Regions from separate parts of the Mus musculus genome. Here regions 1, 2, 3, 4, 5 and 6 are each linked to region 7. Evidence: chromatin contacts called from public Hi-C, HiCAR-type and HiChIP or PLAC-seq data. All regions are on one chromosome and are shown on one strand. Each heading gives the region's core, a stretch centred on a gene start, on an enhancer-like site or on the middle of the called end of the contact. The rest is flanking DNA. Distances are from core to core; before and after follow the strand shown.

What was found. A called contact is a pair of places that touch in the nucleus more often than the background predicts. HiCAR-type assays count read pairs that join an accessible place to other places. HiChIP or PLAC-seq counts read pairs in DNA pulled down with a chosen protein or histone mark.
Region 1: a contact with region 7 is called in an H3K4me3 HiChIP or PLAC-seq map of embryonic limb bud, with 7 times the contacts expected there. The contact joins the enhancer-like site here to the promoter of Ddx1 in region 7. A contact is called at or near these places in 3 of 39 promoter capture datasets (embryonic stem cells, liver and maxillary cranial neural crest), 2 of 15 datasets of contacts at CTCF or cohesin (the NIH/3T3 cell line and embryonic stem cells), 13 of 115 datasets of contacts at active chromatin or transcription factors (astrocytes, differentiating embryonic stem cells, embryonic basal ganglia and 9 more) and 3 of 9 other capture datasets (adipose tissue, embryonic stem cells and liver).
Region 2: an H3K27ac HiChIP or PLAC-seq map of embryonic stem cells shows a contact between it and region 7, with 5 times the contacts expected there. The contact joins the promoter of 4921511I17Rik here to the promoter of Ddx1 in region 7. A contact is called at or near these places in 8 of 115 datasets of contacts at active chromatin or transcription factors (bone marrow-derived macrophages, embryonic basal ganglia, embryonic stem cells and 4 more) and 1 of 9 other capture datasets (adipose tissue).
Region 3: an H3K4me3 HiChIP or PLAC-seq map of bone marrow-derived macrophages shows a contact between it and region 7, with 6 times the contacts expected there. The contact joins the promoter of Cyria here to the promoter of Ddx1 in region 7. A contact is called at or near these places in 5 of 39 promoter capture datasets (cranial neural crest, embryonic stem cells, frontonasal cranial neural crest and 2 more), 1 of 484 Hi-C or Micro-C datasets (CD8 T cells) and 6 of 115 datasets of contacts at active chromatin or transcription factors (astrocytes, bone marrow-derived macrophages, embryonic stem cells and 2 more).
Region 4: a contact with region 7 is called in an H3K4me3 HiChIP or PLAC-seq map of embryonic basal ganglia, with 5 times the contacts expected there. The contact joins the enhancer-like site here to the promoter of Ddx1 in region 7. A contact is called at or near these places in 19 of 115 datasets of contacts at active chromatin or transcription factors (the 230-238 cell line, the NIH/3T3 cell line, acute myeloid leukemia and 14 more) and 2 of 9 other capture datasets (adipose tissue and liver).
Region 5: a contact with region 7 is called in a HiCAR-type map of astrocytes, with 4 times the contacts expected there. The contact joins the promoter of Lratd1 here to the promoter of Ddx1 in region 7. A contact is called at or near these places in 1 of 39 promoter capture datasets (embryonic stem cells) and 3 of 115 datasets of contacts at active chromatin or transcription factors (astrocytes, embryonic forebrain and forebrain).
Region 6: a contact with region 7 is called in a Hi-C map of B cells, with 12 read pairs. The contact joins the enhancer-like site here to the promoter of Ddx1 in region 7. A contact is called at or near these places in 1 of 484 Hi-C or Micro-C datasets (B cells), 7 of 115 datasets of contacts at active chromatin or transcription factors (the 230-238 cell line, astrocytes, embryonic forebrain and 3 more) and 2 of 9 other capture datasets (adipose tissue and liver).

What each region holds. Positions count from the first base shown.
Region 1 is chr12:12,321,739-12,325,840 of GRCm38.p6, forward strand. All of the region lies in intron 2 of Cyria (CYFIP related Rac1 interactor A), which reads left to right. Among named protein-coding and RNA genes, the nearest start is that of Gm34407, 34 kb to the left of the region's middle. Within about 2 kb of position 2,068, at least 94 of the 459 cell types and tissues checked have an H3K27ac peak or open chromatin away from gene starts, as enhancers often do. A contact at or near this core is called in differentiating embryonic stem cells, embryonic basal ganglia, embryonic limb bud and 2 more, where this site is marked.
Region 2 is chr12:12,390,802-12,394,509 of GRCm38.p6, forward strand. It overlaps 4921511I17Rik (RIKEN cDNA 4921511I17 gene), which reads right to left and starts at 1,674. Exons shown (of 5, transcript NR_045829.1): 1 at 1,618-1,674; 2 at 175-287.
Region 3 is chr12:12,260,627-12,264,352 of GRCm38.p6, forward strand. It overlaps Cyria (CYFIP related Rac1 interactor A), which reads left to right and starts at 1,551. Exons shown (of 12, transcript NM_001146119.2): 1 at 1,551-1,612.
Region 4 is chr12:12,430,506-12,434,051 of GRCm38.p6, forward strand. All of the region lies in intron 1 of Gm34489 (a long non-coding RNA gene), which reads left to right. Among named protein-coding and RNA genes, the nearest start is that of Gm34489, 11 kb to the left of the region's middle. Within about 2 kb of position 2,281, at least 6 of the 459 cell types and tissues checked have an H3K27ac peak or open chromatin away from gene starts, as enhancers often do. A contact at or near this core is called in embryonic basal ganglia, where this site is marked.
Region 5 is chr12:14,150,244-14,154,075 of GRCm38.p6, forward strand. It overlaps Lratd1 (LRAT domain containing 1), which reads right to left and starts at 1,795. Exons shown (of 2, transcript NM_029007.2): 1 at 1,579-1,795; 2 at 1-517. The coding sequence starts at 481.
Region 6 is chr12:12,299,818-12,303,491 of GRCm38.p6, forward strand. The region is part of intron 1 of Cyria (CYFIP related Rac1 interactor A); the gene reads left to right. Among named protein-coding and RNA genes, the nearest start is that of Gm34407, 12 kb to the left of the region's middle. Within about 2 kb of position 2,279, at least 114 of the 459 cell types and tissues checked have an H3K27ac peak or open chromatin away from gene starts, as enhancers often do. A contact at or near this core is called in B cells, adipose tissue and liver, where this site is marked.
Region 7 is chr12:13,247,827-13,251,530 of GRCm38.p6, forward strand. Ddx1 (DEAD box helicase 1) reads right to left here and starts at 1,348. Exons shown (of 26, transcript NM_134040.1): 1 at 1,278-1,348. The coding sequence starts at 1,293.

The DNA of each region.
Region 1 (4,102 bases), core at 818-3,317, 930 kb before region 7:
CAAAAGGACTAACGAGGATGAGAAGGAGCTAGTGGTGGGGGATAACCTTGAACGAACACAGTGACAAGGCCAAGGTAGCGAGAGCAGAGCAGTGAAACCTTGGCTGGCGAGCAAACGCCATAGGCTCTCGCTGACTCTGGCAGGCACAGTACTTTTAGTGACGTGGAGGTCCCTGGAGAGATTTAAGCTGAGGGGTGACTGAGGCTAATTTTAAGCACAAGGCTATAGTAGCTAGATGGACAGGAAGCTGAGTGTTTGGGCTTGGAGACCTGTGCAGGAAGAAACACAGGATGCTCTGGCGAGGAATGGTGGATTCCAGCTTGGTCTGTGCACTGGCTGATTTTGTGTATCTACTTGTCACAAGCTGGAGTCATCAGAGAGGAAGGCACCTCAGTTGAAGGAGTGCCTCCATAAGATCCAGATGTAGGGAATTTTCTCAATTAGTGAACCAGAAGGGAGGGTCCAGTCCATCATGGGCAGTGTCATCCCTGGGCTGGTGGTCTGGGGTCAGTAAGAAAGCCGGCTGAGAAAGCCATGTGGAGCAAGCGAATCAGCAGCTCCCTTCCATGGCCTCAGCATCAGCCCTTGCTTCAAGGTTCCTGCCCTGCCTGAGTTCCTGTCCTGGTTTCCTTCCATTGATGATGAAGCGTGAGGCAAAGTGTAAGCCGAATAAACTCTTTTTCTCCACAGCTTGCTTTTTGGTCATAGTGTTTTGTCACAGAGTAGAAACCCTGACTAGGACAGCGTGAGACACTGGTAATTGAGAGAAAGAATTGAACACATGACCTGTCTCAAAAGCAGAGTTCTGGGATCTGTTGGCTTGAGTGCGGAGTATAGGATCTGTGGGATCTGTTGGCTTGGGTGTGGGGTATGAGATGCATCAAAGTCAGGTCAGCATCAGCGCCTTCTACAGAGCATCTGGAAGCTCACCCAGTTGCCATCTACTGAGCTAGGGAAGACTTCAAGGGCTGGTTCCAAGGTAAGAAATGGAGCCTTTCTTTATGGACGGGTTAAGTTTAGGTTCCCTGGGAGAATCTAAGCATCGCCTCAGTGTGTGGACTTTAGGGGACGAGGACACAGTGAGTTACAAGCTGGGGTGTCATCAGAGATCTCATTTAGAGTCCTCATAGATACCCCCTGTAAAGAGAAATCATCCCCATTAGTCAGGTCAGAATTCAGACGGAGATGCCAGACTTAAGGGAGACGCCAGTCTTAAGGGAGATGCCAGACTTAAGGGAGATGCCAGTTGTGGCAACGGCCACTCAATGCTTGGCAGCAGTGAAGTCATCAGTTACTCAGAGTGAAGTGCAGACCAGGAAAGGTTAAGTGAATGTTAATGAAATGCATTGATTAAGACTGTCGAACTAGAAAAAGGCTGCTCTGCTGTTTCCTGCAGGGCCTTCCTGGATCCGAATACTACTCCAAGGTGGGGCATCACCAACGGCTGGTGAAGCAGTGTGTCCAGGGACATGTACAGAGCTGTCCACACCAACACATAACACACAATGATGCCATGTCTAAAATAGAGATGGCAATAGTGTTAGAGAATCTAGACACCAGGAGTTAAGGTCTCTGTTCTGATCAAAACATGATGGCATTACCAGTAGGCATTGTATTTGCCTCTTCTGACTCCATATCAGTGATGTGGCCATTTCTATCCTATTGAAAGCAAGCAGAGAAGACCCTTTGTATCACCCTCACCACGTGTCAGGCAGGTACTCGATATTTAGTATTTGATCTCAGAGCAGCTAAATGAGTGGCATGAATTCAGATTATAAAACAATATTTGAAGGATTATATGACCTATCAAAAGTGCTGAAGCTAGTACCGGTTGTAGTTGCAGGGTTCCTATTTCCCAAAGTTCACACCCACCCAGCTTTTACAGCAAAGGGCAAAAAAGAAATTGAGGTCCTGAGCATCCTTCAGGTTCAAGTCTCAGCATCCCTGGCCTGCAGTTCCAGATATGGCCAGCAGAGGGAGCCGTGCACCGGGCTTCTGGGGCTTACTGCCCGAAGCCATATTGAATGAGCAATGTCTGCTGTGCGGACTCTGTGAGATCTAAATGTCTCCTTGGCAGGAAATTCGCAAGGAGCAGGACGGGGTTGTGCAAACAGCCTTACAATGTCCGTTTGTGTGTGAGCACATGGCTTCTCCCACTTCGCCCACAATGCTCTGTTTTGGGGGAGGATAATGGGCCTCTGTGGACCCCTCCGCCTTGTCATGCAAAGGGAGTGACCTGTGTTTGTCATAAATGGGCTCTTGTATGATTAATAGCTCTGTGAATGAGCCCAACGCAGCCGTTCAGCGCCCGCCTTCCCCTGGCGGTGGTCTGCGTCGGCTTTCTTCCCACCGCGAAAGCAGCTCCTGCAGATTTTAACTGAAAGGAAAAGGACTTGCTCCCCCTGTGGCTGCAGTCCTACAGATGCAAAGCAGGGGGCACACACAACTAGAGTTTGCTTTGGGGATGAACAGGGGTCCAAAGACAACCTTGGACCCTTGACCAACATTCTCTTATGTGTGTCAAAACTGAAAGGGAACACTTTGTTTTTTATGGACAAGGAAAACCCAAGAATCTAGAGTAGAATGGCACCCCCCTCCCTCCTCCCCGTAGGCTCCAAAACTCGAAGTATTTCCAGAAAGTGATTACCCTTTGTTTTAGGATGTTTGTTTGTTTGCTTGCTTGTTTGATCTGACCTCCCCTGACTCCGCTACCCTCACAGAGCTTGGTTTTTGGTGGTGGCGGCGGTAATGTGCGTGTGCGTGCGTGCGTGCGTGCGTGCGTGCGTGTGTGCGTGTGTGCGTGCGTGCGTGCGTGTGTGTGTGTGTGTGTGTGTGTGTGTGTGTGTGTGTGTGTGTGTGTGTGTGTGCATGTGCGCGTGCGTAACCTGGCTGTCCTGAAACTCACTCTGTAAACCAGACTAACGTCCAACTCAGAGATCCTCCTGCCTCTGTTTCCCCAGTGCTGCGATAAAAGGCCTGGCTTTTCCCACTCTTTCTTAACAGTGACTGTTGGGTTTGTTTGTAATGAATGCCATTGCCTTTATTTTCAGAGGCTACATAGCTAGTATATCTGATCCATTTCAGAGCATGCCAGTAAAGCGCTTGTCTGTCTGGACCCATGCATGATGCACGGGTGCAGACAGGGTGTTACTGAAATGAAGAACTCGCTGCAAATGCATAGGAAACAGCCTCTTTAAAATGCAAAGCAAGAAAGATTGCTAATTCTGCCTGGGGCTGGGGCTGGGGGTGGGAGTAGGGGTCTTTGAGGGTGTTTTGGCTGCTAAGTTAGGCCCCTCACAGGCTGAGGGGATAGGGTGCCAGTGGCAAAGAAAGCACAGAGAAAAAGAAGCAAGAAGGAGGCAGAATCGTGTGCCAGGTTCATATTTCTATGAGCTCTTCTGGGTTGGAAATTTAGAAGGAAGCTTTGGACCAAGTTTATGGGCTTTTAGGACACCACAGTATCTTGAAATATTTGTGCTGAAATAGCCATTGTTGAGCCCTGCTGATTCCTGACCCTGCTTGCATCCTGGGGTCTCACTCAGGAAGTAGCCCCAGGTCCCATACACACAGCTGCCAGCTCAGCTCCCAACCCCCTTCCCTCTCCTGGGCTTGCCCTGCCCGGTCTGCACAGCTTGCTTAGGGCTCATGCCAGGGTTTTTAACCTTAAAACATTAGTTTTGTTTGTGGGAAAGAGGGTTTCAAATCAATGTGATTATTCCTTTCAGGGGCAAAGACCCTTTTTCGATTCTAAATTCTCAAATGAGATTTCAGTACTTTGGGGATTCTACATTCTTCAAACTCAATGGAGCGCTAATGTTTCTGGGACTGTAGTATTTGCAATGAATGGCTTTTGAAAATGTTTTGATGCTTCTGCAATGTTTCGGGTCTCAGAGACCCTTTCCTATGGTACTACCTTTCCCTGCACGGTTGCTGCTTAGCTCATGTTGCGCCTCCTGACAGGAAGCTAGAAACCCCAAGAAAAGATTGGGGGTGAGGTGGGGGACATGGATGTAAAGTGTGAAGACCTAGGTCTGATCCTCACATACTAGTGAAGAAGACAGATGGGGTGGTGCATGCTTGTGACCCAGTGTGAGGCCAAGAT
Region 2 (3,708 bases), core at 424-2,923, 860 kb before region 7:
TGTTGTTGTTAACTTTCTGCTGGGCACCACTCTGAGGCAGTACTTAGCTGACAGTGGCAAACTCAATCTCATGCTTATCTAACATCCCATGGCTACAAGAAACCTGGTCTCTACCAGGATCCAGTAACAAACCAGAAGCTATGTTTCAAAAGGAAAATGACACCCAATACAGACCAAAGCCTTGTTTCGAAATTCTGCAAGACTGCTGTGATCCTGTGATGGGTGGTTTTCAGAAGTTCCTTAGAGCTTCCTTCTCTTCTATGTGACTCATGCCTTTATTCCTGGAACTGAAGAGGCAGAGGGAGATGGATCTCTGTGAGTTCAGGGGCAGGTCTGCTCTACAGAGTGTTCTAGAACAGCCAGGACAATATGGAGAGGTTGATTAATTAATCAATTAATTAAATACGGTTCGATTTGTTGGATCACAAGAAAAAGGTGCTGGGAATATTTTTTACTGTAATGTTAATTTGCTGGTGAGCCTGTAATTTTTTTACCTTCAGTCTTATAGTGTTACAGGTGACTCTACTTCTCTTTGCTTAAAGTAGGTATTTTGACATGGTCCATAGTGATTAAAAGAAAAACACTTTTAAAGTTCAAGGTAGTGGCCCAGGACTTTTTATAAGTTTTATTTCTACTTACCAGTTTTCACGTGTCTTACTAAGTGTCCAAACATACTTACTACTTTCATACCACAAGATCTAATCAATACAGAGTTACCAATAGAATGGACTGGTATAATGTTTGGCTGAATGTCAAGTGACTTGGCAGACTGGAGAACAGATATAGCCTTGTCACAAAACTGCGACAGCCTATTTTTGGCCATGCTAAACAAAGGACAACTAATGGTATTAGTGCTTGCAAGTTGCTATGGAGATAAAGGAATTGTCTTTGTCAATAGTCTTACATTGTGTCCTAGGAGCTTTGTTGATTCACTGCAATAACAATGCCACACGAGGGACAGTGACTGAAATTGCAATCAACATCTGCCTAAATTCACATCATGAAGCTGTTCATGACCCATCTGACTTCTGTAGAGGAGTTCTGATGAGTTCAATGGATGTGCACTAGCTGAGAGTTTGGCTGAATTAAATGAACATATGGTGGGTAACACCTATTCTCCTTCTTCAGGTCTTTAGTGGTGACATAAATCCCTGCAATTATGCGGCAGTATTTCTCCTTTCTATCTTGTCTGGTAGGGAAAGTTACAAACGTGCTACTTGTCTGTCTCTACAAGATTCATCCTCATGCCTTGGGTTAGAGAGCCAGCAGTCATTTTGTTTTTAAGTGCTAGATTTATTTATTTTATGTGAGTGCTTTGCCTTCATGTATGTACGCACATGAATATATGTGTTCAGTGCCTGTGGAGGTCAGAATACAGCATCAGTCCCCTGAATCTGGAGTTAGTGGTGGTTATGAACCACCATGTAGTTGCCAGGAATTGAACCTGGTCTTCTCCAAGAGCATCAAATAGTCTCAACAGCTGGGCCACCTCTCTAGTCCCTAGTTGCCAAATTTTAAATTCAAGATAAGAAGGGGATAACCACTAGGCAGTTCCTGCTCAAACTGAGCCCCATGAAGGTCAGACTGGAGCTCAGCCCTCGGCTGTCCTCTGCTCACCGGAAGCCCCCGGCTGTCCTCTGCTCACCGGAAGCCCCCGGCTGTCCTCTGCTCACCGGAAGCCCCCGGCTGTCCTCTGCTCACCGGAAGCCCCCGGCTGTCCTCTGCTCACCGGAAGCCCCCGGCTGTCCTCTGCTCACCGGAAGCCCCCGGCTGTCCTCTGCTCACCGGAAGCCCCCGGCTGTCCTCTGCTCACCGGAAGCCCCCGGCTGTCCTCTGCTCACCGGAAGCCCTCGGCTGTCCTCTGCTCACCGGAAGCCCTCGGCTGTCCTGTGCTCACCGGAAGCACTGCGGTGAATGAGAAGATTCTGCAGCTACCAGGGAGCTCGAGAATCGGCACCAACTGAGAGATAGCGTTTAACACAGCGCTTCTCAGCCTGTGAACCAGGACCCCTTTGAAAGTTGAATGACACTTTCACAGGGGTCACCTAAGACCATCAGAAAGCATAGAGATTTATATTATAATCCATAACACTAGCAAAATTAAAGTCCCTAAGTAGCAACAAAAATAAATTGATGGTTGTGGGTCACCGCATCATGAGGCGCTGTATTAAATGAGCGTTAGGAAGGCTGAGAACCACTGGCTTAACAATTTTCAAGATGCCTGAGTATAGGCACTCCAGGCCACAGGCCCCTTGAAGATTCCTGAAGAGGGAATTACATCAGGTCTTTAAAAAAGAGAGTTTGAGTTCCAGGCCACGACTTCACTTTAATTAGTGGGTTCTAAGTCTGCGAATTGATTGATGTCTAGAAACTGGATGAGAGCCAGTGACTGTACTCTATTGCCATGGAATTTAAATATTTTTTTTGTTACATTTTTATTGTCAGACATAAAAACGTGCCACCCCCACCCCAACACTTTGCTCATCAAACAATACTGGATGTCGTATTAGATTGTTTCATTCTGATCTCTGCTACGTCTCTGTGCTGCTAACAGTGAGATGTGGCCATTTGACTGTTTCCTGAAGAGCTCTACTCCACGGCAGCAGAAGCATCTGCTCTGTTCGTAGCCATCTTACAGATAACAGCTACTGCAACATTTCAAGGATGGAAGCACTGTCTTATGTGTGTGCGTGTGGATGTGAAAGCAGAAGGACAACCATAGGCACTGCCCTGTGTGTGCAAGTGTGTCTGTGGTGGTGGGGTGTTGTTTTTGTTTGCTTTGAACTCTCCAGGTATGAGTGGCCAGTGAACCCCAGGCATCTGCCTATCTGCACCTCCCCAGTGCTGGGATTATAAGTTTATGCCACCATTCCTGTCTTTTTTTTTTTTTTTTTTTTTTAAGGATCCGAAGGTTGAACTCAAGTCCTCATTGCTTGAAGGCAAGCACTTTGCTGACAGAGATATCCCCTCAAGGAGCTCCAGCTACCTATGTATCTGTCTATGATTCTGTCCAAGCACTGAATTCTGGATCCCTTCATTCAACACAATGGGAAATGAATATATGAATCACCCATGATAAATTTAACCCAATTTGCTCTCTGCCCAAGAATGTAGGGAAATTATAGCACTTGTCTTGGTTTGCTTTCTGTTTCTGTAATAAAACACTATGACCAAAAGCAACTTAGAAGGAAAAGGTTTATTCATCCCGTGCCTTATAGTTCATCATGAAGAGAAGTCAGGGCAGGAACTCAAGGCAGGAACCTGGAAGCAGGAACCAAAGCAAGAGCTCACAGATAAACAAATGCTGTTTGCTCCCTGTGGTTTGCTCAAATGATGATGATGATGGTAGTGGTGATGATGATGATGGTTGTCTTATTATTATTTTATTATTATATGGCCTAGGAACCCCTATCTAGCCTTAACACTACTCACAGTAGGCTGGGCCCTCTCACATCTATCATTAATGAAGAACATGCCCTAAGGACTTATTCACAGGTCAGTTTGATGAGGGCATTTTCTTAATCAAGGTTCTGTCGTTTGAGGTAACTAGCTTGTAAGAAGTTGATAAAAAGATATCAACAAGCACAGCATGTCATTCTCCATAAATGTGACCTAGAGGTCACAAAAGCTTTACGTAAAGGATAGCATAGCAGACGTCTCTGTGTCACTACTCTCTCGGCTTGCTGTAGCATGAGACTAGCCATAGCC
Region 3 (3,726 bases), core at 301-2,800, 990 kb before region 7:
TATCAATTTGTTATCTGGGGCTGATTCATTCATGACCTCCCCAAAGCCTGGCCAAAGTTGAAGGCAGACAGGATAAGTAAAGGAGAAAAGGTGCAACGGAGGTGTGTGTGTGTGTGTGTGTGTGTGTGTGTGTGTGTGTGTATGTGTGTGTGTGTGTATGTGTGTGTGTGTGTATGTGTGTGTGTGTGTGTATATGTGTGTGTGTATGTGTGTGTGTATGTGTGTGTGTGTATCTATGTCTGTGTATGTGTCTACTTGTGTATATCTGTGTCTGTGTGTTTCAGACAAACAAATCAAAGCTAAGGTCATGGCAAGAAAAATTCTAATAGAGCCATAATAACATAAAATAAACTGTCTTCAGATGGACAAAAAATAAGATGAGTACAGGTGGGGGGCAGGGAGCTTGAGAAACTTATGCAACCCAAGGACCATTTCCATGTAGGAGACTATATTATTCTAACTAGACTGTGCCTGTCTAGATCCTGTCTGAATTCTTGCCAAAACTGAACCAAACACTCTACTGCTAAGCAGTTCCTGGGAGCCTGTCAGAAACGCAGACTATCAAGAGCCTCAGGAGACTTAGGCGGAGTAAATTTGTCATGGGGACTCATACTGGCCTCAAGCAAGGGGATAGAGCAATGCTCTCCCTGAAGCACCTTCCACTGTTGGAGCCCCAGGCTTTTCCTCCTGTTCCCAACCCACAAACTCACTACCCAAAGAAGCCATGGCTGTCAGCACAAGGCCTGACACACTGTGAAGGTTTAATACTGTATAAATTGTATAATGATCTTCTCTGGTTGGCTGACTGGGAAAAAGAGCAGCCAACCTAGGTATCTGCAAGGCAAACACACATACAGGGGCTCTGACTCACAACCTGTTTGGCACAGCTCGGTCCTCTGGGCTTCCGGAATCTCCCTTTCTGTACAAAACCTCCTCGGCAGATGTTTTAAAACAATGATCTGTGACAATGAGAGCTGTAAGCTACTTTCTCCTTACCTCGCAGAATTTTAAATTCACTGTTTAGAAGACCGTTGCATTTCATAGGCTAGGCATCATTTGGGAAGACATTTTTTGGGATCACATTCAATAACGGTGGCCTTTAAAGCTAGGCGTGTGTTACTAGGACAGGCAAGGGAAGTGTGAGAGCAAGCAGGTTCACCATCCAAAGTAACCTGGGGCCAGGGAGGGGGAGCACTAGTATCAGTGTGAGTGTATGCCAGTGGCCTATGGAGAGTGTGTCTTTGGGGGTGTTTTGTTTGTATTTTGTTTGTCTGAGGGGAAAAGTGGGTAATGAAGGAATTTAGGCCTCCTAGTGAATAGCAAGACAAGTGGTCCAGGCAGAGAGTATTAACATTAGCTGGGAGGTACAGTGCTAACTCCTGGGTGCAGATCCTAGTGCCTAGCCTGGCTAGAAGTGAACCGGCCCTCCGGGTGACAGCAGGGTGGGATTCCAAAGCCAGGGAGGGGCGGGCGGGCCGTGGGGCGGGCCGTGGGCGGGGCGGGGCGGGGCTGGAAGTCGACTCTCGGGCTGAGGCTGCCGCCGGAGAGGCATCCACAGCAGCGGAGCGGGCGGCCGAGCAGGAACGAGGCGGCGACAGCGGCTGCGACTCCGGTGAGCGTGGTGCGGACTCGGCTGGGGCGCGGCAGGGATCGCGGGCTGGGACTGGCAGGGAAAGGCGCTGCGGAGGCACAAGGGCCTCCCGGGCGCCGGATTTGGTGGAGCGGGGCGACTGTGGCTCTCTTCGTCCGGCTCGCGACGCCCTGCAGCCCCGGGCGAGGGAGGGAGGCAGCTAGCTCACGACTCGGTCTTGAACTGTTCTTCTTGGTTCCCGAACACAGAGGTCTGTGCGTCCATTGCTCCCTCTCTCCGGGTCTCTCTCCTGATTTTATTTCTTTTCCAGAAGAGTCCCTTCACCCTTCAACCACTCCCACCCCTACCGCCACCCCCCCGCCCCTCCCCCGAACCTTCATCTCCAAAGCTATTCTTCAGGAGACCCGCGATCTACCTCCTCCGGGTTCCCCTGCCAGGGCCATGCCTCTGCTCCCCATATTTCTGTAGCCCCAAGCGTGGATGAAGCCTGTTCTGGCCCCTGCACACCTGTACCCTTTTGCTGCCACCTGCCACAGAGGTGCTTAGCCAGCAGGCAAACTGCTGTGCCTAGGACCTCCTCGCCTCCGCGGTATTCACTCCCCCTCATGCCAGAACTCCTAACTAGAGTCCAGCAGGAGGAGACTTTTCCAAGCTGGAGCTTCGGGAACAATTTGACCCACTTCCCGAGGCACTGGTCTCAGGCCAGCCATGCTTTTTTGTAGACACACCTGTCTTATTTGCCAGCTGAGAGACTGGCAAGAACACCTTTTGACAAAAATGTGCCAGCCTGTCCCCTATTCCTTTTCCAAGCTGTTAAACTTCTTGGCCTATGTCCCCAGAGACGAGGTCTAGGGCATTTGCCATTTAAATCTGCTAAAGCTCTCACCCTCGCCCCCAACCTACATCTCTGTGACGATCCCCAGAATCCTGTCAGCCATTACTGGAAGAGGAAGGGTCCAGTACTGATAGAACCACCATTCTGAGTTTTTCTGGGCATGCTTTCTCCTCCTATGCGGGTGATTACCTGCCTACTTCTTAGAGAACCCCAGGCTCATAGGGCTCCCCTGAAGCCTAGTGGTTTTCTTATTAGAAACTTTCCCTACTCTGACCAATCATCACCTCTTCCAGATTGTCCCATGCTATCTGCACAGTGCTGAGTCTCCAGGGCTCAGGGAAAGCTGGGTTAGCACCATGCAGTTTGAGAACCTGTGCATAGCAGCAAGAGGAGGGTGGCTCCTAGCCAGGCCTCAGCTTTGGGAAGACCAGCCTGTTAGGATTGTTCCCAGTCAGACTAAATTTCACACACTGGTTGTGAGGGCTTCGTGTGAAGAGAGGAGGCAGACCAGGGGCTGTTTTTCCTGCCTGTTTCTGACTGTCTTGTGTTGCTATGGTGACAGTTTTGCCTCTTCCTCCCCCTGACTCTTCTGGGAGCTGGTTTTTATTGGTCTGTTGTCCTGTCTTTTATGGCTCTAATTTCTTCTTTCTACTTGCTCTGAAATAAACAGTCATAAACATGGGCACTGGGCCCAGGCTGGGGGCTGGCAGAATTCACCTCCTGTGGGCCCCTAGCTCCTGTGAGGAGAGAATACTGAACAAGCAGGGGTGGGATAAAGCTACCATGCACTTTCTTGCTCTCAAGCTTTGAGGAGGGGACAGTAGCATCCCGTTTGGTAGCATCCTTCTGGATATGTCAAACACTTGTGATAGCTCACTGGGGAGCTAGTGTTCTAGGGGAAGGGTAGCCCCCATCTCTCACTTTGCATCTGAGGTAAGTAATCTCAGAGCAAGTGAGCTGTTTCCCATGGGCTCCTGTTGATGTGAGCACACAGTCAGCTCTCAGATTTGATCAATGAAGGGTAGTCACAGAGCTGAAACATGGGTCTCTCTGCCTCCCATCCTGCTGTGCTCCCAGATCCGTCTCCTAAAGGACTTCCCTGCACCAGGAAGTAATTAGGAAGGGTTCCAGTCCCCTAACCCTGCAATACATGCTGCCTCCCATGCCCTTTGGACATCCTGAACCCCAAGTGCTGGGGACCCAAGTTGAGAGCAGAGTGAAGCCACTTGTGACTTCCTGTTTTTACTCAGCACTGAGAGGAATTCAGTTTGCTTTTGCTTATGCTCCCAGGGCCTAGATG
Region 4 (3,546 bases), core at 1,031-3,530, 820 kb before region 7:
CTGCTGAGTGTGTGGGGCAGTTAGCCAGTTTGAGAAGACCCGATCCCAGTGGCTTTTTGCAAGTTGCTATCAACAGAGAAAGAAGGAAACATGCTTAGCCACAGCACTAGGACAGCATGGTGTCTCCTGGAGATCTGAGCATCAGAAACTATCTGCACTGATGCTCTGTCCTTCCTCATCACCTTTTGAGTTGCTTCTGCTTCTACATCCACTTTCTTAAATGCTTCCAGCAATGTCAAATGTCATTACCTCCTTCTCAGGGTGATCTCTCCCAGCTTACATTCCCTCCCCATTGCAGGGGGAGGTGTGAAAGGCTACTTACTCTCCACCATGTTTCCCCACCTGGAAAGGTCTTGTGAATTTTTCCTCTCCGAAGCCACAAAGCCATCTGTAGTTCTCTTCTCTTCTGTGTGGCTTCAATGAAGCACCACGCCTGCACCAGGCTTCTAGAAACTGATTTCTCAGTGAATAACACAGGAGACCAGATGCTAGGCAACCATTTGGGTTCTGTTGGGTACTGCAAAAGCAGACCAGAGATTCAAAAAACCCAAACCATTATGTCTGTAGACTCTGAACTGCACTCCCAGAGGGGCATTCTACCCTCTGAAAACTCTCCTCATCCTTCAATAAATAGCACAAGTGTTATTAAACTGTGCTTTTGGAAATATTTGTACCTCCTAGTTAGTGAGGCTAAAGTAGTATACAAACTCACTGAAGTCCCGTAACTCTATGAACCTTCCATTTATTGGGGAGTCAAGGGACGTCTGTGAGTTTGTATAGTACAATACTTATGTATGTTCATGCGTACATTTGTAACATGCATACACATTGTTACCTTGATTAGAATGTGAGAGCTTTGGTAAACTCCCTGAAGATCAAGAAATACAGAAGTAAAATCAAAACAAGGAGAAAGAAGGGGACAGTGACTTGTAGTTTATGCGAAGCAGCGGAGAAAAGTATGCAAGAGGAGATCACACCTGGAGAGACAGAGTCCTAGTCATAGTGAGGGAATGGTCCTTGCAGGGAGCGGGGAGAAGAGCAGCCATAGCAAGATACAAAGAGCCGTGGGTGGGGGGAGGGGTTCCTGGAGTCTTTCAAGAACAATGAGGATGCCTGAGTCGTTGGAGCAGAATGGATGGGTGGATGGATGGACGCATGGATAGATAAATGAATAGATGGATGGATGAGGAGAAACAAGCAGGAGAGTGTGGGGTGGTGAAGTGGACCATATCAGGAAGAAGCACAAGCTATAATGGGAGAGGAGAAAGATCTCTGTGTATCAAGGAGCAAAGCTTCCATATACTGCATAGTGCCGTATAGCATGGTTTAATATTTTCTAGATATTAATATATTCTACTACTGACTGGACAATGACTGTGGACATCTAAGTTGTAGAGATGATAAAGTGAAGGCCAGATGGCCATGGCTTTGCAGCTCTCCTGGCTCAGTCCCATGTAGACATGGCCAGTGTTGCTTAGACACATCCCAAGGACAGAGAGAATGTGCACTCAGATGCACCCACATCATCCTTTAGTGAACATCTGTGACAGGGGCTTAGCCATCTTCCTAGAGTCTTCAGGTTTTTTGACAGGCTGCAGAAGCAGCTGCTGTCCCAGGCATTCTAAAAACACCCAGCTTGTTGCTTCTGTGGATGTTGTTCACCTTCAGACTGGGTGTATCTCATCTGTGCCATGAGGCTGACTTGGCCTGTGCTCACCTGCACTGAGTTCTTTGTCTCCAGTCTCATGAGGCAAAACTGCAGAGATGATGTGAGCCAGCAATAAACAGCCCCCTTGGTGGGATGCTGCCATGCATCTTGCTTTATGATGGATGAAATCTCATCTTTCTCCAAGTTCTGAAGACATTCTTCTCCTAATGATCAGCTGTCACTCTGTCTTTGTGAGGTAGGTAATGGAATTATTTTTAAAGCTTTCACTTAACAGTTTTGCTTTTTGTAAAAAGACCCGCCTGAGAAATGTAAGCGACTTTAGATAGGGAAATGACAACCGTCACTGACATTAAGAGTCTTTCCTACCTGTCCTGTTAAGCATATAAAATATAAATTCCTCTTGCTTGTGACAGCCATTTCAATTCTCCCTGTATGTTACAGAGAACACAGCTAGTAATCACAACTGGGAAGTATGTAGAGCTAGGTTGAGGCTATGTTTAAAGCTTTTTAGCTGTGCTGTTTAAGAAAAACTGCTGCCTCTGGAGGCTAAAGGATCCTTGTTACTGGAGATGATCAAGAGGAGACCATTAGGCAGAATGTAATAGACAGAGTATGTCAGTCAGGGAACTGTACAAGCTGTCTTCAAAAAGCACTTCCTGCTCTAAGATTGTCTCCCATTAGCATAATCTTCCCTTAATCTGAATTTTCTGTTACACGAGACAGATCACAAGATTGTCAATGCCATTTTAATTGCTATGTGCCTTTGCCAATAAGATAAGGCCCATCAGAGTCTGACTGAAGCCAAGCAAATGGATTTGAAGTGGCACATAGGGATTTACTGGGACCTACCACCCACAAGGAGAAGGGGAGGAGAGCCAGTCCCCTCCATGGATGCTTTGTATACCTGTATACCTGTGCGTGTGTGTGACACCTGACTTCACCTATGCTCAACTGCATTGAGTTCTTTGTCTTTGTTTTATCTCAATGATTTATATTTAGAAATGATTTTTGGAACCACAAACTAGTGTTTTAGTCAAATGTGCTACTATTTTGTATTTAAGTAACATAACCCATGCTTACACGTAAGTTTCTTCATGATAAACTGATTAGAGACCGGAACGCAATGAGTTAGGGCTTATCCAAAACTCAAACATTGAAGGTCTAGCCTCCATGGCATTGTGTTTTGAGATGCGGTCTTTAAGGGAAAAGTAGGTAAAATACGTTTATATGAGCCCAACTCTAACCCTGTAGGCTGTTGCTTTAGAAGAAAAAAAAATAGTCTCTGGTTTTTTTTTTTTTTCTTTCCCCCTTCTCCCACTCCTGTCAATGAAATCAGACTGACAAGGTATCTTTAACCTAGGACATGGACCTTCTCCAGGAACCAAATCTGTTGATTCTTTGATCTTGAACTTTTCAGCCTGGAGACTGAGAGATATATTTCTGTTAGATACTCAGCCTGTGGTATTTGGCTATGGCAACCAGATGACACAGCCAGAAAAACCTGAAAAAACACCAAACACGCTAGATAATCCTTTCAAAAATGTACAGCATTTTAAAACATGACTGAGGGCTTTCAGGGGTTATGATGTAGACCTGAACATGCATAGATCTCCCTTCTCTTTCCTGACTTCTATTAGCATAATGGAAACATAAATGTAATTTTAAAAATAATATAGAAAACCCAAGTAGGTGCAACAGAACACTGGAGATTTCTGCAGAGAAGCAGATGGATTCTAGACACCGGGTAACTGGAGTGAAGTCAATGTCCGACCAAAACAGAGGAAAAAGCAGTGCAGGAGAGGGTGCTGTTGGAATCATCAGAGGGCTCTAAACAGACTTCAGACTTGAAGTCTAGGTAGAAAGCCAAAGATGGAGGA
Region 5 (3,832 bases), core at 545-3,044, 900 kb after region 7:
TCTCGCCTTGGTGCAGGTGGATGATCTGCCCGCCGCCCACGTAGACGGCCCAGTGAGGGGCTGGCGCGGGCTGCTCGGTCGCCGGCTGTAGCCACAAGAGCTCTAGCAGGTCGCCTGGCTCGCAGATCGCCGGCAGCGCAGTGACCGCGTAGACACTCAAGTCGGCGCCCTGAGGGCCGCCGGTCACTTTGGAAAAGATGCATTCCTGGCCCCGGAAGGCGGAGAACTGAGTCTCGTTGAGGACGAGCTGGTGCAGCAGGTGGTGGTGGTGGCGGCTGGGGCTCTCTGGGCAAGGGCTGCAACCTGGGGGGCCCTTCACACCAAACTTGTCCGGCTGCCCGCGTTCGTCCAGGTCCTCCTCCTCATCCGAGAAGAAGTAGGCAACCCCGACTCGCAGCTCGTCCTTCTCAATCCCAGATGGGTCCCCAGTGGGCAACTCGCTGTAGTTGAGGTGGGTGATGCGGTCCAGTTGGTTGCCCATCAATGACGCGGCGAGGCCAGGGCCAGCAACTGAGATCTGCCGAGGGAGAGAGGATAGACACCATCAGAGTCCGGGTTGACCCTCCTGGTGTCCCTTCCCCAAGGCGTTCAGTTCCCCAGGGGCCTGCAGCTTGCCTGACCACCGGCACTGAGTCGCCTGCGACAGCCAACTTTGCAGATCCGACCTGGGGTTAAAAGGGGGGGAAAAAAAAAGAAAGAAAGAAAAGAAAAAAGGGGGGGCACAGAAAAAGGCACCAGTCTCAGGGCCAGAATAGACAGCATACCAGCTCAGCCAGCCTCTGACTCTGCCCAGGAACCCTGCCCGGTAACTTCCACAGTAGAAACCACAGGCGGGCTAGAGAGCATGTAAGGTTCAAGTGGGCGAAGAGAGCGCAGGTTGTGGCAGATTGGTGATATACCCAGAAGGAAGGGAGGGTGTCAAGAGAAGCCCCAAGGCCCGAAATACAGCAAGCTGAGCTCACATTGTGGTCGCCATCCTTTGTAGCCCACCTACTCGTTTTGGACTGGGTCACACCCGATCCCCGACAGCTTCTTTCACAAGGGCAAGACTCGTTTGCAGGCATTCACTTGCCATCAGCATTTTGCACACTTGGAGTCCAGGCACTGACAGCCTGGTACATACACCCACAATGCTAATGTCATACACCCACAATGAAACATCTTGGAGACCACACATTGGCACCATCTACCCCCAATTCCTACACAATTCCGGACGAACGCCTGCACACTTGTCAATGCGCGTACTCTCAAGCACTGGGACACACCTGCCCACGCAGGCAGGTGCACTCTGCCCTCTCCTTGCTTGCCTTTTTCATAGAGCCAATCGGACTGCGCCAGGGCGAGGCTGCTCTGTCTAAAATAACCTAACAAAGAGACAGGGGAGGCAAGGCGAAACCCATGGTGAGTATTAGTGGTGTGTGTGTGTGTGTGTGTGTGTGTGTGTGTGTGTGTGTGTGTGTGTGTGTGAAGACGTCTACTTTCAACCCGAAGAGCCCCTCTCTTCAACCCAGCACACAATTCACACAATCGGACGAAGAAAAACCATTTTTTAAGGCAAAGAAAGCGGCTTTTCCGTACCCGTGATTTCCCTGCGCCCGAAACCCCAAACTCCTTTTAAAGTCTCCAGGTCCCCATGGGTGCTGTGGAGGCGGCAGTGGCGAGTGGGTCCTGGAGTCGCGTGGGACTGCGGTTCCGATCTATCCGGAGACGAGCAGTGAGGTGAGGTACCCAGAGCGGTGCGGATGCGCTCCGTGTCTACGCTGGCTTGGGCGTCTGCTCCACCTGGCAAGTCCTGGCTCCACTCCGCTTTCCTACAGCCGCGCGGACGACTCTTAAATCCCTTGAACAGCCGTTTTCCAGGCCCGCCCCGGAACGCGCCCATTGGCTAGGACTCGTCCCCGAGCCCTGCCAATCTCGGCTGGGGGTGGAATCAGGGGCGGGTTTCCTTTGTGCTCCGCCCTGCCCAGCCCCCAGCATTCCCCAGCCTCAACGCATTGGGAGCGTAGGTGTGAGCACCCGTGGGGAGCATAAGAGGGGCGTGGCTAGTACACCCAGCTGCTCCTTTGCAACCGAGTCCCTAGTAACTGAGAACACAGTCCGCCCGCGTTCGTGTTCTGTATTATAAGAGGACAGATTCCAGAAGGAAAACTGAGTTTGGGGGTGGAAAAAAAAAAAAAAAAAAAAGAAGAAGAAGAAAGAAAGAAAAAAAAAAAAAAAGAACGCTCTGCGTGGCCAAGGCATTGTGAGTGGCTAGGAACCAGGAACCGCGTATTTGAGGTTGCTTTGATGGGACTTCGGAGTCTTGCTTGGCTCCCGGCTGTCGCACAGTTGCTTCTGTTCCTGTCAGTCACAGCCGCCTTAGAAATTGCATGATGGTGCTCAGCGCCTGTCCTTTGAGCCAAGTGAAAGTGCTGACCCAGCGCCATTGCCGGCGCCTGGTTTTAAAAGGAGAACCATGTAGGTGTCAAAGGCTTCCAGAAAGTCTGAGCTTTGGCTGGCACCTTCTCTGAATGTTCCTTTGTCTTCAACCTCCCGTTTCCCGTGAGAGGGCTGAATCTCAAATGCTAGCTGATATTAGTGCACAGAAGTGTTTCCCAATTCCAAAACTGTCCTAATTAAGGGAATCATGTTTGGTTTTGTGTGTGTGATAAAGTGTCCATTAGTCCTTAAGGATGGGAACTCAGTGAATGAACGCACTAGGGACACTGGATGATACAAAGTGACTTTCTTCCGTAAAAGGAAATTCTAGACAGTTTCTAAACTTTTCTGCCTTAAACTTTGGAAGAGTTCTTAGAGTTTCTGGGTCAGGTTTTAATGTCACTTTTACACTGAAGGGCTTCTGAGATGATTGTCTGTCTGTCTGTGTGTCTGTCTGTCTGTCTGTCTGTCTCTCTCTCTTCGCCCCCCTCCCCCATGTTCCTTCCCCTTTCCCTCTTCCTTTCACCCTCCTCCTCTCTCTCATCCTTCCCCATAGCCCCTTCCTTTCCCTTCTGGGAGCTGTTGACCATAATTCAAACTCAGACCACTTCATTTCATTACAAACCTGAAGCACACGTGTGCCTTAGGCTTGCAGACTATGCCGCTGAGTTCTGGGCCCCCTGGCAATGACTGACAGAGAATGAGCTTCAGTAGTAACCAAAAGGAAAATTGACCACAGTGGCCACCATCCCTGTGTTTAGAGGTTCAAGTAGGCAATTTAACCCCCAGACCTTTATAGGGTAGTCACTAAAATCTGCTTTGTAGCAAATAAGGAAATATCCTGGGGTCAGTCAGCAACAACAACCTCCTCAAAGTTCATAGAAAGTTTACTTTTTATATAAATTACAGTGTTTGCTGATAGACTAAATCTTGTTTTCACAGTGTGAAAAACAGCAACAACAAAAGCAAGTGTTTCAAGTACTTTAGTTATTGGGCCTAAGTTCATAGAATGTGTCAACCTTTCTGTGCTGAGCTGTCTGCCTGATTCTTTACAAGGTACATAGCCTCCACCTTCTCTTCAGGTTTGTATTATTTTCACGAATGTTGTCTGCCTTCATAGCATGCAAGGGCAGTGATTTATCAAAGTAGAGACTTGATAAGTATTGCTGAAAAAAGACTGGTTTTAAATCAGTCATCTGTATAGTATTTACTTAAATTAATTTAGAAAATTGGCCAGTGTCCAATTAGTGGTTTGAATGGGAATGGTATGCTTGGTCATTATTGATGAACTCTGAGAAGGATTAGGAAGTGTGGCCAGGATGGAAGAGCTATGTCTCTGTGGGTGGGCTTTGAAAAAAACAGGCCACCCCCAGTTCTCTCTGTGTCTCTATCTCTCTGTCTCTGTCTATCTCTC
Region 6 (3,674 bases), core at 1,029-3,528, 950 kb before region 7:
TAAGCCATGATGTATCTCAGTTCCTTTAATTATAAAAGGGACAAAAGCAGTGCCAAACTTACAGGATTTCTATGACATTGCAATTTTAGGGGTGACAAGGTGTATAATCAAAGCTTGAGACACAGCAAGTCTGTCTCTGTCCTTTCCTTCTTCGCACTGTTATGTCCCCACTCCTGCTATTGTGGGAAAGATGTCAAATGTCTCCCTTTGGACTGGAGTCCTCTTTCTGCTTCAGAGACTGGCATTTTGAAGGAGCCCACTCCCATGCTGGTCCAGGCCTGTATTTTCTCAGGCCTTTGGACTCATCATCTTTCTCCTCTTACCTCACTTTGCCCCTGCCCTGTTCTGCCACCACAGATTCTCAAGAGTAGAAGACAAACAGCTGTCAGAAGCTGTCCCCCAGCTCCTTCTGTGGATAGGCAGGAGGGGGTGATGTGAGAGGTCACTACATTGGATGTCATCAGTAGATGACCTGGCAAGCCTTGGTTCCGGGGCTCTTCACATATCTGGGTTTGGGCTTCCCCTGTTAAATAAATGGTCTTTCAAGCTGAACAAAGGCTGTGGTATTGGGAAACACATTTCTGCTCACCATGTGCTATGTGGGGTGGGGGTGGAGCAGCCATCCTGTTCTCCAATGATGCCATAGGCTGCCACGGTATCTACAATCCCAGGGGCAGAAGCAGATGAGTATGGTAGGCTGCTAGGTCGTATTGCTTTGGAGACAATGAGTTTAGTGTTGCTTTCCTCACTTCTCCCTGTGGATATTTGGTTCTCGCCGCCTACCTTGAGCTACCACTTCAAAGAGCTTGGATTCCTTACACAGATAGGCTTACTCTGTGTTATTCCATGTTTGTTTGAATATTTTAAAAAATGATCTACAGCATCCAGGACAGATTCCCAGAAGGCCATTTGTTGTTAGACCTTGAAACAGTTTTCACTGGGTCTTTGTGATCATATCTAGGGAAAAAAAGAGGCGATGGGGCCATAATGAGAGCACTCAGTCCCCCTTGTTACCCAAATGCTAGCCAATGGATCCAAGCCAGGTTGATGGCAACAAAAGCCACAGAGACACAAGCTTCCCAGTGAAGTGCCTTCTCTAAGTCTGGACTGTACTTTTTATTAGCTTTGCTGATGCACAGCCAATTAGGAGAAACCAAGGAGTGGTAGAACATGTCGCCTTGTTTGTTAAGGGTTCTGCATTCTCTGCTCAGTCATGGTGCCGTGTGAGAACAAAGAGAAATGCTAAAACTTAAGTCTGTGTGTGTGTGTGTGTGTGTGTGTGTGTGTGTGTGTGTGTGTGAGAAAGAGACAGAGACAGACAGGCAGAGAGACAGAGAGACAGAGACAGAGAGGAACAGAAAGAGAGTCAGGCAGAGAGATTCAGAGACAGACCTGGTTTGAATTAGGGTTCTTTATAAAGAGCACGAGGGGGGTGTCATTTATTGAATCATGAACAACCTCAGTAGTGACTGGATGACAGTTGTTCAGCAGTAACCATTAGCTACCAACAGTCCCTCAGGGAGCAGTGGGCCTCTTGACCCTCCTCTATATAATAGAGCTATTTTTGTGAGGTGGTTGAGCCATCAGCAGGTGATGTCATGTTTAATGATGTGTATTTGGACATGGGGAAGCTCTGGAGGCCTCTGTGAGTATCAAAGTCAACAAAATGGGTAGGAGACATCCTAGCAGGGTCTTAGCCATGCCGTGGAGACCCTCTGGGTTATCTGGATGAAGATAGCCCATCCACGTTGGGTGAATGAGATTCACTTAGGCCTTCTGAACGACTAGTAATTTGAAAGTGGCTGAGAGAGAAAACAGATGGTGGTGACATGGGAAAGCTCTGGTGACTCAACAGCTTCTCTTTTGTTTCTAGAACCTTCCATGGCTCACCTGATCTCTCAGGCTTTGCCAAGAGGAGATGGCCTTGTCCTCCAACCCTTTGGAAATTCACTTTCTTTAGCATTTACACCCGGCTTTGTGTTGGAAAGGCCAGGCTGTGGTGCTGGAAATAAAATTTATGGGCACCCACCCACAGGACCCTCTTCCTCATTTACACCACACCCTATTTTCCAAAAACACAGGTCCCAGCTCCACAAGTCTGCTCAGAAAACACTCTCTCACAGAGGGCGTTTCAAAGTAGCTGTTTTCTCTATCATTTCCTACCCCCACTTCACTTCCTGTTTTTTTCTTCCTCTTTCTCCGCCCCCACCCCATCTCTCCTGGCATGTCCCCCGCTGTCTGAGAACAGGAACAGAGCCCAGAGCGTTGATAATCATAATTTCCTGTGGTGCCCTCTGGCTGCAGCTGCTCAGAGCTGAGGCTAGGAGTCCAGCCTCCTGGGGCAGGCAGGCAGGCAGGCAGGGAGCTGGGCAGTCACCCTTGGCTTTCAAAATCCCCTCCACCCTGTCCCAAACAGAACCTAGTAAGAATACTCCTCCCTGTCTTTAGAACACAGGCAGCTTCCAAAGCACTGTGTCCTACATTTGAGGAAGACAATGACTACATAGACAACTTTTGATTTTTCACCCCAATAACTGTAATTCCGTTGATATGGACACCAAGATCTGAGAGTCAGGTGCGGCCCTGTTTCTCTTTCTTTTCCATATTTTAACTTTTGACCATACTTGCTTCCTTCTCTTAACCCCTCCCTCTACTGGTGACACTCCTTTTTCTCTTCTTCCCAGTTAGTCTTCCTCCTCTTTCCTTGCTTGTGTGTGAGTATGCATGTGCATATATATGTGTGTATGCATGTGTGTCTGTAAAAAAGCAGAGGCCACTTACTGCTGTGTCGCTGTTTCACAGTCATTCATAACAATATTTTATAGCAATGTATGTGTACGTGTGTGTGTGTTTATGTGTGTTTGCGTGTGTGTGTGTGTGTGTGTGTGTGTGTGTGTGTTTGCATGTGTGTGTGTTCAAGGAAACCCTGTGCAGGTTGGACTCATCTTTTGTTCTACAGTGCACTTTCTTCATGCCTCAGCAGATGTAGCTGTAAAAAGTTCATGGTTTTGGTTGCTTGGACAAGTGGAGTTCATGGTACCTAGTTAGGACAGTTTTAAGCCAAGTTGGGGAAACATCTGTGTAGAATTCACATGGTATGCCTGGCAGATAGGATTTGGTTAGCAAATGTTAGGTGCTAGATACTTGCACGGCTTCTTTCCGCCCATTTTCTGTGTAGAAGGGTGTCTGGTCAAATTCACTGGCAGGTCAGAAAATCTTTTTAAGAATTGGTACTCAAGGAACACGTCCATAACTTTCCCTATTCTTCTGCAAGATAGGGAGGGAGAGAGGGAGGGAGAGGGAGAGAATTGTTGCCACTAAAAAGCAGAGGCCACCTACTGCTGTGTCCCTGTTTCACAGTCTTTCATAACAATATTTTTATAACAAGAAACATGGGCACCATCCCAGCCACATAGCTGCAGTGGACTGTTTTACCAATTTAGTCTCTTCATGGTAAAACCATAAAAGCTACAAAAACCGCAGTCTGTGGAAAGCATCACCTCCCTGTGTGAACTCTGCTTTTAAAGGGGAGCTGAAACGTGTCTCAGTGTGTGACATGCTTGCTGTACAAGTGTGAAGACCTATGTTCAGATCTTCAGTGTTCACGTTCGGCTGCACAAGCACTGTGACCTCATCAATCCCAGTGCTCAGGAGGCAGACACACGGGATCCTCA
Region 7 (3,704 bases), core at 98-2,597:
AAGGTGCGTGCAAGACTGTCACAAACAGCAACCACGAATTGCTTGGCAAATTTTAGGCTGTATCTTACAGGATCCTGGTCATTTGCTAGGTCTATTTTCTACAGAAAACTTGTCTTTCACAGTTTAACAGTTAAACTCTTTAAGGAGAAACAGATACATATTCAAATTCTTCTACTTTTGTTCATATCAGAATATTGTCTTGTCCTTAAATTTGTGCATTTCTCCCAAAAATGTGTGCCTATAAAACAATGACCTACAACCCCCTGACAGATCTCGGGGCTAAAAATTGTGTTAAGTGACAGAATTCCTCTCAGAAGTGACTTTAAAAGAAATGCTTTCCCCTGAAGCCTGAGATTTGGAATTCCTGATATTCTTACAGGAGAAAAAGGAAACAGCCAACAATAGTATAATGTCGTTTAAATAGGTTAATAACACAAAAAGATAGTACATTTAATTTTATCTGTTCATTTACATATGTGTATGTGTACATATATATGTATATATTTATGTACATATGCACATATGTATGTATTGAGAAGGAAAGACGATATTTAGTATATTCAAGGCTGGTTGGAACTTTCCAAATTGTGTGTGGGTGGTAAGAGGTTAATAGAGAAAACAAGAAATATTAACTGGTGGGTTCAGTACCCCATCCCAAATCCTGTTTGGTATCACAAAGCAAGTAACTAATTCTCAAAAATTATATTTAGTCCGTGAGGAAAAAAATATTTTTCTTTAGCTTTGCCATTCAATGCTAACTCTCGAAGTGTCCAGCTTCCCGAATGCCGATCATTTTTACTATCAGCAGCTTTATGTATTCATGTATTTATTTATTTATTTTGTAAAGACCTAGGGGGATAAATCCAAGCAGGACAACATCATCTTTGCCCCAAATGTCCCCTTCCCCCACGCTCAGCGGCTGCTCATCCTGGCCAGGACCCGAGACAGAAAAGGGTTCCCAACAGTCACCGCCACGTCAGAGAGGCAGAAAACTGGACCAGGCGAGCGCAGACGCCACGGGACGCGACAGGTGAGTGCTCGGCGGGAAAGCCGAAGGCAGAAGGGAGGAAGGAGAAGCCGCTTAGCAAAGACTCCCGGGCGCTGCCGGCGGGGAAAAGCCCGGCCTGAACCCACCGTCCCTGCCCCACCGCGCAGGGCCCCAGGCGGAGACAGCTCTCCCACCATCCCACCGACCCCACTGCCACAGCAGCACACTCCACCCGCTCCCTGTGGGTCGAGGCGACTCGTTCGTAACCCTTTAGCTTCCCACAACGAACCGGAGAAGGCCGCCATCTTCCCGCACTCCTCCGCTGCGGGCCCGGGCGATTCCCTCCTTCCAGACACGCCGGGGCCGCGGCGGCGCGCGCTTCCGGCTCGAGCTCTTCGGTGTTCCGATTCCGGACGAGGATACAGACCCAGGAGAAAGGTTCCGAGGACGAAAAGACCCTCCGGGTGGTTCACTCAGGGCCTGTAGACTTTGCTTTCCCTAATAGCCAAGCCCTGTTATTGATATCCATCTTCAGAGTTACGATGTACCCAGAGGAAGTCGTGTGATACTGAGATCTCAAACAATGGATCAGGCTGTCCTGATAGTAAAACTGGGCCCTCTGACTTCAATCTCACAAGGATGAGCAGAGCCAAGCAGTTTGGGAATGACTTAAGAATACATTGAATTCATTGCCCAGCCAACCAAGACTAGCGAGTGTTCGTAACCCACAGGACCTGTTAAATATTTTTATTGGAAAAATTAGTGGTATATGTTCCTTTCATTCAACCATGTTTAATGTAGCTCTGACATTTCAGGCGTGACAGGCAAATTATTTTAAGTACCCCCTCCCTTTAGAGAGCTGGATCAGTAAAGGGATTATGGCTCATCTCCATACTATGTAAGGGGTGTGTTGGAGTCATCAGATAAACAACTAAGATTCGGGAATGTTAATAGATTATGTAATGCCACAGACAATGGCAATCGGGGATCTACCTAACTCTAAGGACCATTCTGTGCTCTCTGTAGCCTGTCCAGAAATTGGGGAGAAACAGGAAACCTTTAGGCAACTTAGGGCTAGAAGCACAAACTTGAGAGACAGATATCATGGGTTTGAATTCTAGCCCTGCTACAGGCTAGCTGTGCGATCCTAAAATCGTAGAACTTCTCTGCGCTCCAGTTCATTCATCTATAAAATAGATGATAAATATTAACATGAATGGATATATCATGATGGATAGATATGTGATAAGCTCGTGGTGAGTATTAAGTAAAATACATAAAGTGGATGGAAATAGGGCATGCCTGCTCCAAGGTATAGTTAAGAAGAAGGGTTTTGTTGTGGATATGGTAGAGAATACAGTCAGAAGCATCTAGAAAAGTCCAGAGTAGAAAAAATGGTGGCATGAAGGTGGCCAGCAGAATAGACTTGGCCATGAGAGGAGAGAGGGAGGGACAGTGAGAGAGGAAGAGAAGAGAGAAGGGCAAGAAGGGATCTAGAGAACCAAGAACACCAAGAAGGCAAGAAAGACCAAGAGAACCAAGCAAGCCAAGAGAGGAAGAAGAACCAGGAGAGCACATGGCTAAAATGGCAGAGCACATAGCTAAAACGGCAGGGGTTGATTTAGAAGCTGGGGGAGGGAAGGGAAGCCCCTGGGTTGGAGAGGTTTAGGGTAGGAGGGGGGCAGGGTGAGAAGAGCAGAGAGGAAACACAGGTGCTGAGTGAGCTGAGAGGCCATTGTGAGCTATGATATGCGACACCACAGTTAGCCTTTTGTTCCAGGGTCGTTGGGACCTGACACAAAGCTCTTAGAAGTATATTTGCTGTTCTATTATGCATAGTAATAATGTATATGTTGTTCTAATTATCATTATTACATGTAACAGTGTTGATCTGAAGCTCCAAAGGAAAAGGATAATCCATTTAGGCCTGCAGCTTCCCACTGTTAGAAGCAAGCAAAAGAAATGTATTCTAAGTACTACCATTTCACTTTTGACTCCATTTAATCATAGAAATTAAGTTCAAGGCCCTAGGCCCGAGATGAGCTTGGGACTTCCCAATAGCTGAATTGCTTCTATTACAAGGAAACAGTTATCTGACTCCAGACACTCCAGGGACAACTTGTAAGGGAACAGTTGTATGAATTGGACATCTCAAGGACAACTTCTCCTTCTTGCCGGCAGGGTCAAACTAAGTTCATGTTCCCAGGCCCAGAAACCTACTTCTGATAGACAAAAACTCCCGTGATCAACTCCTTTTGTCAAAATACAGTTGAACAGTTCTATAGCCCACAGTGCCCTCCTTTGCTTCATGGTTTCATCCTTTAAATATGCTCTGCAGGGTTTCTTCCGGGTCATAGTTCAGCTCCTGAGTCTGTTCTGCAGCCCTGATCATTGAGTAGCTCCTTGATTATAATAAATTATTGTCATCTACATTTACCGGTGTTTCATTTATGTTGAATTTAATTGAATTTAAGCAGACCTCACAACAGCTCTGCCAGAGGTTAATATTCACATTTATATTTTGCATTATTTACATTTTTATGAAAATGATACTGAATGCCTGTTTAATTGGTCTCATTTCCAAAGACAGGGACACCCTGGGTCTTATCAGAGTGTTTCTATTCCATGCCCCTTAAGCAGGACTGAATAAGAGTAGCAAGGCATTGCCTGAGGAAACTACACTTTATCCTTACTTATGGGTCAGAAACAAGACTGT